Linked DNA regions of Hordeum vulgare: region 1 is linked to region 2. Evidence: chromatin contacts called from public Hi-C data. All regions are on one chromosome and are shown on one strand. Each heading gives the region's core, a stretch centred on a gene start, on an enhancer-like site or on the middle of the called end of the contact. The rest is flanking DNA. Distances are from core to core; before and after follow the strand shown.

The links. A called contact is a pair of places that touch in the nucleus more often than the background predicts.
Region 1: a Hi-C map of leaf shows a contact between it and region 2, with 4 times the contacts expected there. The contact joins the enhancer-like site here to the promoter of LOC123430828 in region 2. A contact is called at or near these places in 1 of 6 Hi-C or Micro-C datasets (leaf) and 1 of 1 datasets of contacts at active chromatin or transcription factors (embryo).

The regions. Positions count from the first base shown.
Region 1 is chr1H:272,161,832-272,167,055 of MorexV3_pseudomolecules_assembly, forward strand. No RefSeq gene overlaps it. Among protein-coding and RNA genes, the nearest start is that of LOC123430828, 300 kb to the left of the region's middle. Within about 2 kb of position 3,215, at least 3 of the 3 cell types and tissues checked have open chromatin away from gene starts, as enhancers often do. A contact at or near this core is called in leaf, where this site is marked.
Region 2 is chr1H:271,857,313-271,862,768 of MorexV3_pseudomolecules_assembly, forward strand. It overlaps LOC123430828 (non-lysosomal glucosylceramidase-like), which reads right to left and starts at 3,694. Exons shown (of 18, transcript XM_045114669.1): 1 at 3,135-3,694; 2 at 2,887-2,997; 3 at 2,706-2,762; 4 at 2,530-2,606; 5 at 2,331-2,430; 6 at 1,296-1,369. The coding sequence starts at 3,215.

The DNA of each region.
Region 1 (5,224 bases), core at 1,965-4,464, 300 kb after region 2:
TAGCTCCTAAGGACCGGCTCATCAGTGTGTGATGGGTCGGGTCTTCAATTTGGACCTCATGATCTGTGAACCAACTGAGTGCTGTAGCCCCCAAGTGTCGGGTTGTCTTGCCTGCAGCAACCTGTGACTTTAGAAATTTTGATCTGAATAGTGTAGCTCCCAAGTGCCGGGTCGATTGCTTGCGATGACTCGGGACTTCCACGTTCTTCTCCTTTGAAAATAAAACATCATATGATGTAGTCCCCAAAGGCCGGGTCATTATGCAATAATGAGCAGGGACTTTGTAGATCTAATTATGTAAACTTGAGCAGCAATGTGTAGCCCCCAAAGGCCCGGGTCATTATAAAAATGATGATCCAGTTCTTGCTTGAATCCGTACTTGAATGAAGAGAGACCTGCATCCCCAAGGGTCAGCTTATCTCCTTGAGAGAGTCGGGTCTGATGTGATGCTTTGAGAGAGCAGTTTGAATTAGTCCCCAAGTGTTATGGTGCATGCTTGCAGTGACATGGGACTTTCATACTTTGATGTAATATTGATTTGAATAATGTAGCCCCCAAGTGCGGGTCGTGTGCCTGCATGGACTCGGGACTATTCCTTCCATTGCAGAATAAGATCATATCCACTCTGTGAACTGATGATGCCTTTGTGATGAAAGAAATCCTTGACCATGGTTGCAATGTAACCCGACAAATATATATTTGACAAATCCATAAGTGGTGTAGTTTACTACAGAGCACAAGTTGAAAAAATCCAAGAGCCGGCCAATTAGATGACCCGACATTATATGTGATAGGGCGACTCTTTGAAAATAGTCAATTCTTACGATAAACCATGATGAAGATCCAACCATATTGGCCATCGAAGATTTGTTTTCTCCTTTTATTATAAGCCACCGTTCTGAGCTTTATAGCCTTGCAATTTGAATTTTTCGTTTATGAGAAAAAGGACTTCATAGTCACCATGCTTTGCATGAGCCGGTAAGAATATTGAATCCTTGCCTAAAAAATATAACACCATATAGGGTATTGTATTTTTATAATTAAGCTAGCTCAGTGAGTCACGACGGGTAGACGGGCTTGCAAGGCTCTAGTCGTACCCTAAGAGGTTTTTCCAATAACCTTTATAATTTAGACTGGTAGATCAGGCTCAAGCCAGGCTTTAATGAAGCAGGTTCTATGAACCCATGGTTTATCTATTCTCCATATGCTGGCTCTCGCTCGACACCTCGATGTTTTAACATTGGCAAGTGAGGGTCCAAAATGGATTGACATGCCAAGAGTACATGGGGCCAATAAGGCGAGTCGCAAAGACATACAGTATAACCATTATAAAGCGGTAATTTTTCTCAAGCCACGAGGGTAAGAAAGCTGAACTCAATGAATTGGAAGCCCCCAAGTGACCTATGATCACGGAAAAACCGAGCATAGGATTGCAGAAGACAATGCTATTAGTGCTAAACAACATGGGGACTAATAGCCCCTAGGTAAGTCGACTTGGTTCCCAAGATCATAAATTGGCGCCTATGTTTGAACTGTGCGTCATGGCAACTGGTCCTCTTTGGCTTATCATCATCCATATTTGAATGATCGCAATATTGGCGGCTCATCCTCTTTGATACTAATAGAGTCCATGTTTGAATGACCTCCTCGGCGGCGGCTCATCCTCTTGGGTGGCTTTTAAATCACCTGCCAATGAGGCAGGGCACCCATTTTTGAACGGTTGCATCATGGCGGCTCGTCTTCTTGGGTGACTTTAAATTTTTGCCAATGAGGCAGCAACTCCCGGGACCGGCTTAACTTTCCTGTAATGACCCGGTGTTTCTTGAATTATTCAGCCCGGCCGAATCTGTCGAGCCATGTATGTGTAGCCCCTGAGTCTTAAGTCCACTCAAGTAGGCGGCTTGAGAGTTTCCATACTTGATTGTGACATAAGTCGACGTAAGGTTGACGGCTGAATGATAGACTTTATCCAAATTGGAGACAACGTAGTGAGCTGATGATCTTTGTGGTGCTCATCATATGTCTTTGACAAATATCGTGGCCCAATTGATTGCATATCCTTCTTAGCCCATGCTTTATTCTCATGTAGTCCGACTCTCGTGGCTCCTCGAGGTCCATTTTTCTTTTCCTTTGCCGCTCGCTTTGAATTGCCGGCTCAATGATGGCCGACTCAAATTGTAGCTTCACGAGGGATGTTTCCTTCATGACAAACTTTCCTGTTTCTTTTGACATGTTGAAGTAGATAGTATTGACCAATGCGTCTATCCATTGAGCAACCCAGCGTGAGCAGGAGCTGGTGCGTATTTTGACGATGTTGTGTAAGACATGAATGCCATTTTTTTCGCTCGCTCCTATGTTTGTTGAGGGAGACGGGCCACGGGGGCGGTTTGCATGCCTCCGTTGGGCGGCTTGTAGAGGTGAGCACTTCACCAATATGTTGATGTAGACTGGACCGCGGGGGACGGCGGCTTGCGCACATCCGTTCGGCAGCTCGTATAGACGAGCACTGCACCTGATATGTTGAGTTGAATGCGAGAGTTGTCCGGCGATTTGGCATGGATGCGAGAGTCTGTTGCGGCATTGTAAGTTGTCTTGGTCACGCAGATGTAAGAGTTGACCGCATTATTGTACGCCGTCTTGGTCGCACAGACGTGAGAGTTGGCTGCGTCATTGTACGCCGTCTGGACGACGAGTTTGCCGCGTCGGGTTGATGTAGATTGTACCACGAGGGCGGCGGCTTGCACACTTTCGTTGGAAGATGTGGTGTGGACGGATGCCGGCGCTTGATAATATTGACGCGAGCTCCATATCCACAATATTACATCACCTTTGTAGTGAGTACTTTGTCATGCGTAGAGAAATATTGCAGACAAATTAACTATTCTCAAAAATTAAAATTATACTGACAGAATAAATAAGGTGGATAGCACCTGGTATTTTTCATGAATGAGCGTCAAAAAATCTTTTCACATATTTGATATAAACCAGGTCGCGAGGACGGCTGGTCGCGCACGTCAGTTGGGCGGTTTGAATGAGCAGACAGGGCACCGGCGTGATGATGTAGACGCAAGAATCAATTTGGGACGGGTAGTTGGCACGGCGAGTCTCCGTCATTGTGAATATTTGTTGACGTAGATCAACACCCATACTGGTGTGGCCTTCGGCTTGTTGACGTAAACCAAACACATGCACAACAGGCCATGCGGGTGTCCGATGGGCAGTGCTAAGCGTGTGGATGCTCACATGAGCTCCAAAGAAGGTGCGTGGGCCCTGTATCCGCGAATCAATCCGGTTTGGACAGTTAATTTAACTGACCTGTGAGCGGTAATAATGTGGACCAGAGTAATAATTTTTGAAGAAGTTAACATGTGCTAGAAATATTTAGAGTAGATAGCATCTGATCTTTTTGCAGGTAGCAGTCTGCATTTTACCAGATCAAGAAACGTATTTTGATCCCGGTGTGCGTCGTTGTTGTTCCACCACCACAACTTGCTCAACAGGGTCGCCGATTCGAGTCGGGTACAACGCAACCTGTTTTTTTAGATATGGGGAGTCATAGGTGCTGCTCCGCTGTTATCATTGCCATGTCTATCATGGTGCTTCATGGTGCAAACCGACTCGGGGCTGGCGGTTTGTAGTGACGCGAGCACAGGGCGCGTGTACGCATTGTGCTGCAGCGAAGCAAGGTGAGTCGGAGATGGAAACGCGGAGATCGGGGTGCGCTGGGCAGAGCCGGCGCTGGCGCAAGTTCACGCGAGTGCGGCCGAAGTGGCACAGGTGAAGCAGAGAGGATCCGCGGGCCGACCGGGTGGCGACGGAGATGCTGTCTGGTGGCGCAGGCGACCCGGGGCCGGCTCGTGCTAGGCGTGTGGATGCGGGCTAGAGGAGGCGAGGCCATGCGCGGGCGTGAGGCTGAGTGGCGGAGTCGAGCGGTGTGCAGCAGATGTGGCGGCTCGTACGTGCATCGGCGGCTGAAAGCGAGCCCGCCGGCGGCACGGACAGTGCAGATGTTAGATAAAACGAGATTAACAGACATGATAGACACGGATTTTTACGTAAAAATCCTTATGGAAGAAAACCACGGACGCACGAAGACGCAATCACTATGAGGGTGGAGTATTACAAGCACGAGACGACAGGCCGTCCTAGGTGCGACTATATGGAGTATATACGAAGGATAATATAGGAGAGTCCTTGAAGGACAAGTAAACGAGTTGTACTCGTACGCGTCGGTACCAACGCAAAGGCTCACACCGTTTGTACTACGTCTTGTCCAATACGGTAGAATTTGGATCACAATTTAACAGCACAGGGGCGACGTCGAGTCCGCTTCCGGGCGGGGGCTTCTTTCTTCTGTGTTTTTCTTTGCTCCCTGATACGCTTCCGTTTCGCTGCTGATGACAGACCATCTGATTGCCTCCGCGACTCGCCATTCCAATTAGTATTACTCTAACTGATTTTTCTCAATTAGCATCATCCGACCCCTTCGTGATTGTTGTCTGGTGGTTTGTGCGTAGCAAGTGCACCTAATCTTCCGGCGATTTACGCCTTTTATACCTACCATCATATTTTGTTCCACCTATATATTATGTTCAATGGTTCATACTCACATATTACATGAAGAATAACAAGTTGATGCATATCGAAAAAGTATGATCCAATTTCTTGACTTGATACGGTGGTGCTTGACATTTGTATTAATCTAGTGAAGATGGAGCCATGCCTAGCTAATATAATAAGATGAATGGGTGTAAAACAATCTTCGATGATCGTATACTTCGAAAGATTAATGATTTAGTTGCTGATACTTATAAGTATTTATATGTTAATGTTTGTTAATTCCTCATTTCTCAATGAGCATACATGCATAAGGTTACACAATGGGTAGCATGTCATATCAAAAATTCTATTTTTATCATTTACCTACTCGAGGGTGAGCATGAATTAACCTTGGGGATGCTTGATACGTCTTCAACGTATCTATAATTTTTGATTGTTTCATGCTAATATATTATCATTCTAGGATACTTTTTGGGTAATTATTTACCAATTTATATTATTTTTGAGCACTAACCTATTGACCAAGTGCCTAGTGCGAGCTGCTATTTTCTACATGTTTTTCACTTTTCAGGTTTTCAATACCAAACGAAGTCCAATTGAGCTGAAACTTTTTGGAGATATTTTGTGGACCAAAAGAAGACGAAGGAAGGCTCGAGGCCACTCG
Region 2 (5,456 bases), core at 2,444-4,943:
GGCTAGAGGTGAAACCAATAAGATCTCGCGACCAACTCATGGTTCTGGCACATGGATAGCAAGCTTCCACGCACCCCTGTCCACGGCTAGTTCTTTGGTGATGCTCCAATCCTTTAGATCTCTCTTTACGGACTCTTCCCATGTCATGTTCGGTCTACCCCAACCTCTCTTGACATTATCAGCATGCTTTAGCCGTCCGCTATGCACTGGGGCTTCTGGAGGCCTGCGCTGAATATGCCCAAACCATCTCAGACGATGTTGGACAAGCTTCTCTTCAATTGGCGCTACCCCAACTCTATCTCGTATATCATCATTCCGGATTCGGTCCTTCCTTGTGTGGACACACATCCATCTCAACATGCGCATCTCCGCCACACCTAGTTGTTGCACATGTCGCCTTTTAGTCAGCCAACACTCAGCGGCATATAACATTGCTGGTCGAACCGCCGTCCTATAAAACTTGCCTTTTAGCTTTTGTGGCACCCTCTTGTCACAGAGAATGCCAGAAGCTTGGCGCCACTTCATCCATCCGGCTTTAATTCGATGGTTCACATCTTCATCGATATCCCCATCCTTCTGCAACATTGACCCCAAATAACGAAAGGTGTCCTTCTGAGGTACCACCTGCCCATCAAGGCTAACATCCCCCTCCTCGTGCTTAGTAGTACTGAAAGCGCACCTCATGTACTCGGTCTTAGTCCTACTAAGTCTAAAACCTTTCGATTCCAAGGTTTGCCTCCATACCTCCAACTTCCTGTTGACCCCGTCCGAGTATCATCGACTAGCACCACATCGTCCGCAAAGAGCATACACCATGGGATATCTCCTTGTATATCCCTTGTGACCTCATCCATCACCAAGGCAAAAAGATAAGGGTTCAAAGCTGACCCCTGATGCAGTCCTATCTTAATCGGGAAGTCATCAGTGTCGCCATCACTTGTTCGAACACTTGTCACAACATTATCATACAACCAACTGATACAGATTATACAGGTTGATCTGCCCACATATAAATTCCAAAAGGAGATAAAAAAGAGAGTCCAGGCAAACCAGAAGAATAGATGCAAGAAGGCAGAGTATAAACTGGTTTAGCTAGGAGTGATTGTGATTTGTGAACAACATCGAATCAAATAAACAAAAAATTCAGTCTGGACTCTTAAAAGGCAAACAAGGTGTGTACATGCTGAAGCTAAATCAAATAAAACAAAAATTCAGTCTGGTTCCGCAATGTATTGCAAAATTACATTGCTCATGACTAGTAAGCTCGAACCAAATAAACCAGGCTAAAATCTTACTTTAAGCCTTCATGGTGTCCCGGAGCCAATACCGATGAGTATTTTTTATTCCCACTGTCTCGTGATACAAATATCTGAAAGAGCATAATATTTACGAGAAATCAATAACAATGTTGTGAGAGAAATTGATACTGGACAGAGCACTAAAGTAAAAGGCTGAACGTATAGATACCGAAAAAGGCTTTCGCCCCGCTTTATAAATAAAGCAAACCGCCAGACCAATACAAACAACATAGGTTCAACACACACACACACAAACGCACATAAGTGGCACAGGACACCACCAAAGGGTTCCGCTGAGGGCACAGCTCAACAAGCCCTAAGAAACATAAACACGCACACGGCACACCCACACCCAACACCGGCTGAACGTATAGATGATGTACGTTTACATGCCAAAACACACATACATACACGTAATGTTCCCTGGCGAACGTTCGCTGGGAACAGGTGGCATTTCGAACGTTTTTTATGGCATTTTTAGTTGTGTGTGAGATGGCAGTTTCTTCAAAGCAACATGGCATTTTCTGGGAAGATGGTAGTTTTGAGACTTCATCCCAGAAAATGCCATGTCACTCCAAAGAAACTGCCATCCAAACACAACTAAAAATACCGTAACAACATTCAAAATGCCACGTGTTCCCAGCGAACGTTCGCCAGATAAGAGGGTCCTAAATACAAGCCTGCTCACAAATATACAACAACGAAATGGAAAGTTCATTTTTCAGTAACCAATAAGGAATCTGCACAAGAATGCTATCGATGCACAGCCATTAAAATACATGGAAACGCGATGTCATCTTATATCAACATTTATCCCCCAAAACTGCTAGCACCAAGCAATTTCGCAGTTGAGCACAGTAGCAGCAACACAGGAAGTATGTAATACTCCCTCCGTCCCAAAATAAGTGTTGCTGCCTTAGTACTATATTTGTACTACCTTAGTACTATATTTGCGACACTTATTTTGGGACGGAGGGAGTAATTAACTAAAGGTCTTTAGCTGGCAACAGCAAGATAAGATGGAAGCATTACAGAAAACTGGTTCTCCATGACCGGCGAATTCTCACACAAACCAGGAATGATGTGCCAATTCTTGAACTCTCCCCTGAATCCTCTTGAAATGCTACCACTCCTGCGAACGTAATCTACTAATATCAAAATCTATAACCTACATGATAAGAACACAAATGAAGGAGATTAAAGAGAGAAACAACAGTCCAGGAAGTCATACCCCATCCCTCCGAGCGGCACACCCTGTGAAGCGGACGGCTTACATCTCTCTCTTGTAAACGGATCAATAGGAGCTTTCTGCAAAAGCACAAATGCAGGCCCCATTCTGTTACCACAGAGTCTTCCACTACAATGCTACACAGTTTCTTGAAATGAATATGTGCTAGAGAATATTACCCTTCCATGGGAGGCCTCCTCACGGACATATGACCAAAGCCTCACCCCGAGGGTCATCTGATAAATTTGGATTGCAAGAAAAAGATTAGCAGCTACTGCGACAAATTGAACGAGTGACAGGAACCAAACGCCACAATAACCCCACACAGCTATTTATGGAATCCAAATCATTGCAACATACCATCTTCATTGCTTCCATGAAGGTGACGCTGAATTCTTTGAGTATGTTGGCGTGACTGTTCAGCCTCCTCCGCCATGCCTGCTCCGGCGGCGATCCGCCGTCCAAGTCCAGCTGCCAAAAATTTCCAGCACCACACGATAACATCAGTACACCACACCGATGCCACACACACCACAGCCCAAACGAGGCACCGAAACAGCGAATGAGTAAACAAAATTCGCCGCGATTGAGACGCGAGCTCGCCTCACCAGTTGCAGGGCGGTCCGGCCCACATACTCCTCCGGTGGCCACGAATTCTTACGGCAGTGGAATAGGTGGCCGCTCACCATCTCCGCTCACCCTCCAATGCCACAGCCTCCTCCCACCCCCGCACGATCTGTCACACGCCCCAGCCGCCTAGCAGAGGCCCGAACCGGAGGCTGAGACGAAACCAGGAGATCCACAGGTGGTGGGCCGCCTCATGAGCTCCTCCGGGCGCGTGGATCCCAGCACCCGGCGCTGCTCCTCGCAGAGACTCCGCGCGTCGATCCGCCGCCGACGGCGACGGCCGTCCTCTCGGAACCGATCCGGCACAGCCGCTAACGCGGGGCGCGCGTGCTCGCTCGCTCGATTGGACCAAGTCTGATCGAAGCGAAAACCTGGAATGGAATTTGCGCTTGCCCGCTCGCTGGAGGCCCACTTTTTGCTGCTGCTAAGCTGTGTTGGCGGGTGTGGTGGGAGAAGCGCGGCTGCGAGGAAGATGACGAGGAGGGGAAGCGGAGGCTCAACTTTTTGAGATGGGAAGGAACGAAAGTGGCTACGTATGTACCCGCCGGTATGCGCTTATGGGGGTTGTAATAGCAGTTTCGTTGTGTGTTTTCGTTGTGTTTTTTCTGTGATACTGTAGTAAATTTGGGCCCTCGAGTGACGCGTCATCGAACAGTGACCAACCACGCCTCATATGTTAGCTTTCACAAAGGCATCCTTCGTATTCGAAACCCCAACTCCATGTAACCCACCCAACATCATGTATAAACACGATCAACATACATTTCGTTGGATCACCATCTCATCGTCGCATAAAAGGATCATAATTCATCGACGAACGCGCAAACACATACTACAAACTACATAAAAACATAGATAAAACGGTGAAGGCGAAGAAAATCACCATTTCCTCACCAGCCCCTTCCCCTTCGATTCATCGGCGGGGATATGCCCCTCCTCCATGCAACGTGTGGCGGTGCGTCGTCGTCGGAGCTAGAGCTAGAGCCATCCGCCAGGTCGGAACGAATCAAATCATATGGTTCTATTTCTCAACCTTTCTGACTTGCTCCTATGGAACCAAGGTCGAAAGGATTGAAAAAGTCAGCATCTACTAATTCGGAACTTAATTTGAAAGCCATATTTCGACCCGGACGCTTTTGGGATGCTTCTAATAACCAACGAATGGCAAGTGTTCTTCCTTGTTTAGATCCTATTTCAATCGGAACTTTCCGCATCGATCCTTTTTTATTATTTTAAAGAAATATAAAAATGAATAGAAATTAAAAAAGTAAAACGATTCCTTTTTTTGTAAATATTTTTATTTTTGCCCCAAGAGCCTCCGGAGCATGCGGTCCTGCTCCTTCGCACACCCGGCCGCCTTGGCCTTGGTTGTCGCATCCTTTTTTTGCCTCGCGCTCCGATAATTCGATGGCGAGTCGGGACGCCTTGGCATTCTTGCGGCAGAGGAGCCAAGCATCCGTCTCCACCATCGTGAAAGAGCGATAGAGGACCAGCACGAGGAGCACGGCCTCGGGATCGACCAGCGCGCTCGTGCATGCCGAGCGTGCAGTTAGCGCCTCCCCTACCGACGCCCTCTCACTCAGAGCTACATGGTAACTTCAAAGCTCGGAGCAAAATGCAATCACCGTGAAGCCCGGCTCCACTGAGTTTCACGGCTTCTAGATGGAGGAGCATAAGGCCTTCGTGGTAGTTGTGGCCTCGTCTATGGTGGCCTTGGTCTCCACAAGCACGCCCGATCCTCATTGACTCTCTTTCGGGAATGATAACGGTGTTGATGCCATAGCAGTCTCTGGCCTCCCTCGTCTTCATCTTTCACCATGCCTCTTGCCCCTCAGCGTCGTGCTTCATGGCACGAGTGGCGGATTCGAGCTAAGATGTTGGAAAAAATTGGGGGGGGGGGGGGTCTTGTGTCCTACAGCACCATGGGTTGCATTGTTGTTAGGACATATTTCTTCCCTTGTAGTTTTGGTGATTGATGATAAGGTATTTTGCGGACTAACCGTGTGCCCTGAGTATTTCAGAGATTTCATAATATTGACACGAGACGGTCTATTTTACTCTCGGTGATATGGTGCGAAGACAGATCCGTACGACGTTTCTTTTCAAGTGGTATTTCAGTCATAGGAAACCCGTACTATTAAGAGGGGGTCTGCATCTGAAAGGTTTGGAGGAATCAATACGTACACATATTCTTTGCACCCACCTTTCTCTCCCAACAACTTGGAAATTCATAGTGTTATGGGCATCGGGCTTGTGGTGACTCCCTAATGGTAGTACTGTTGCCCCTAGCGGTAGTACCGCTG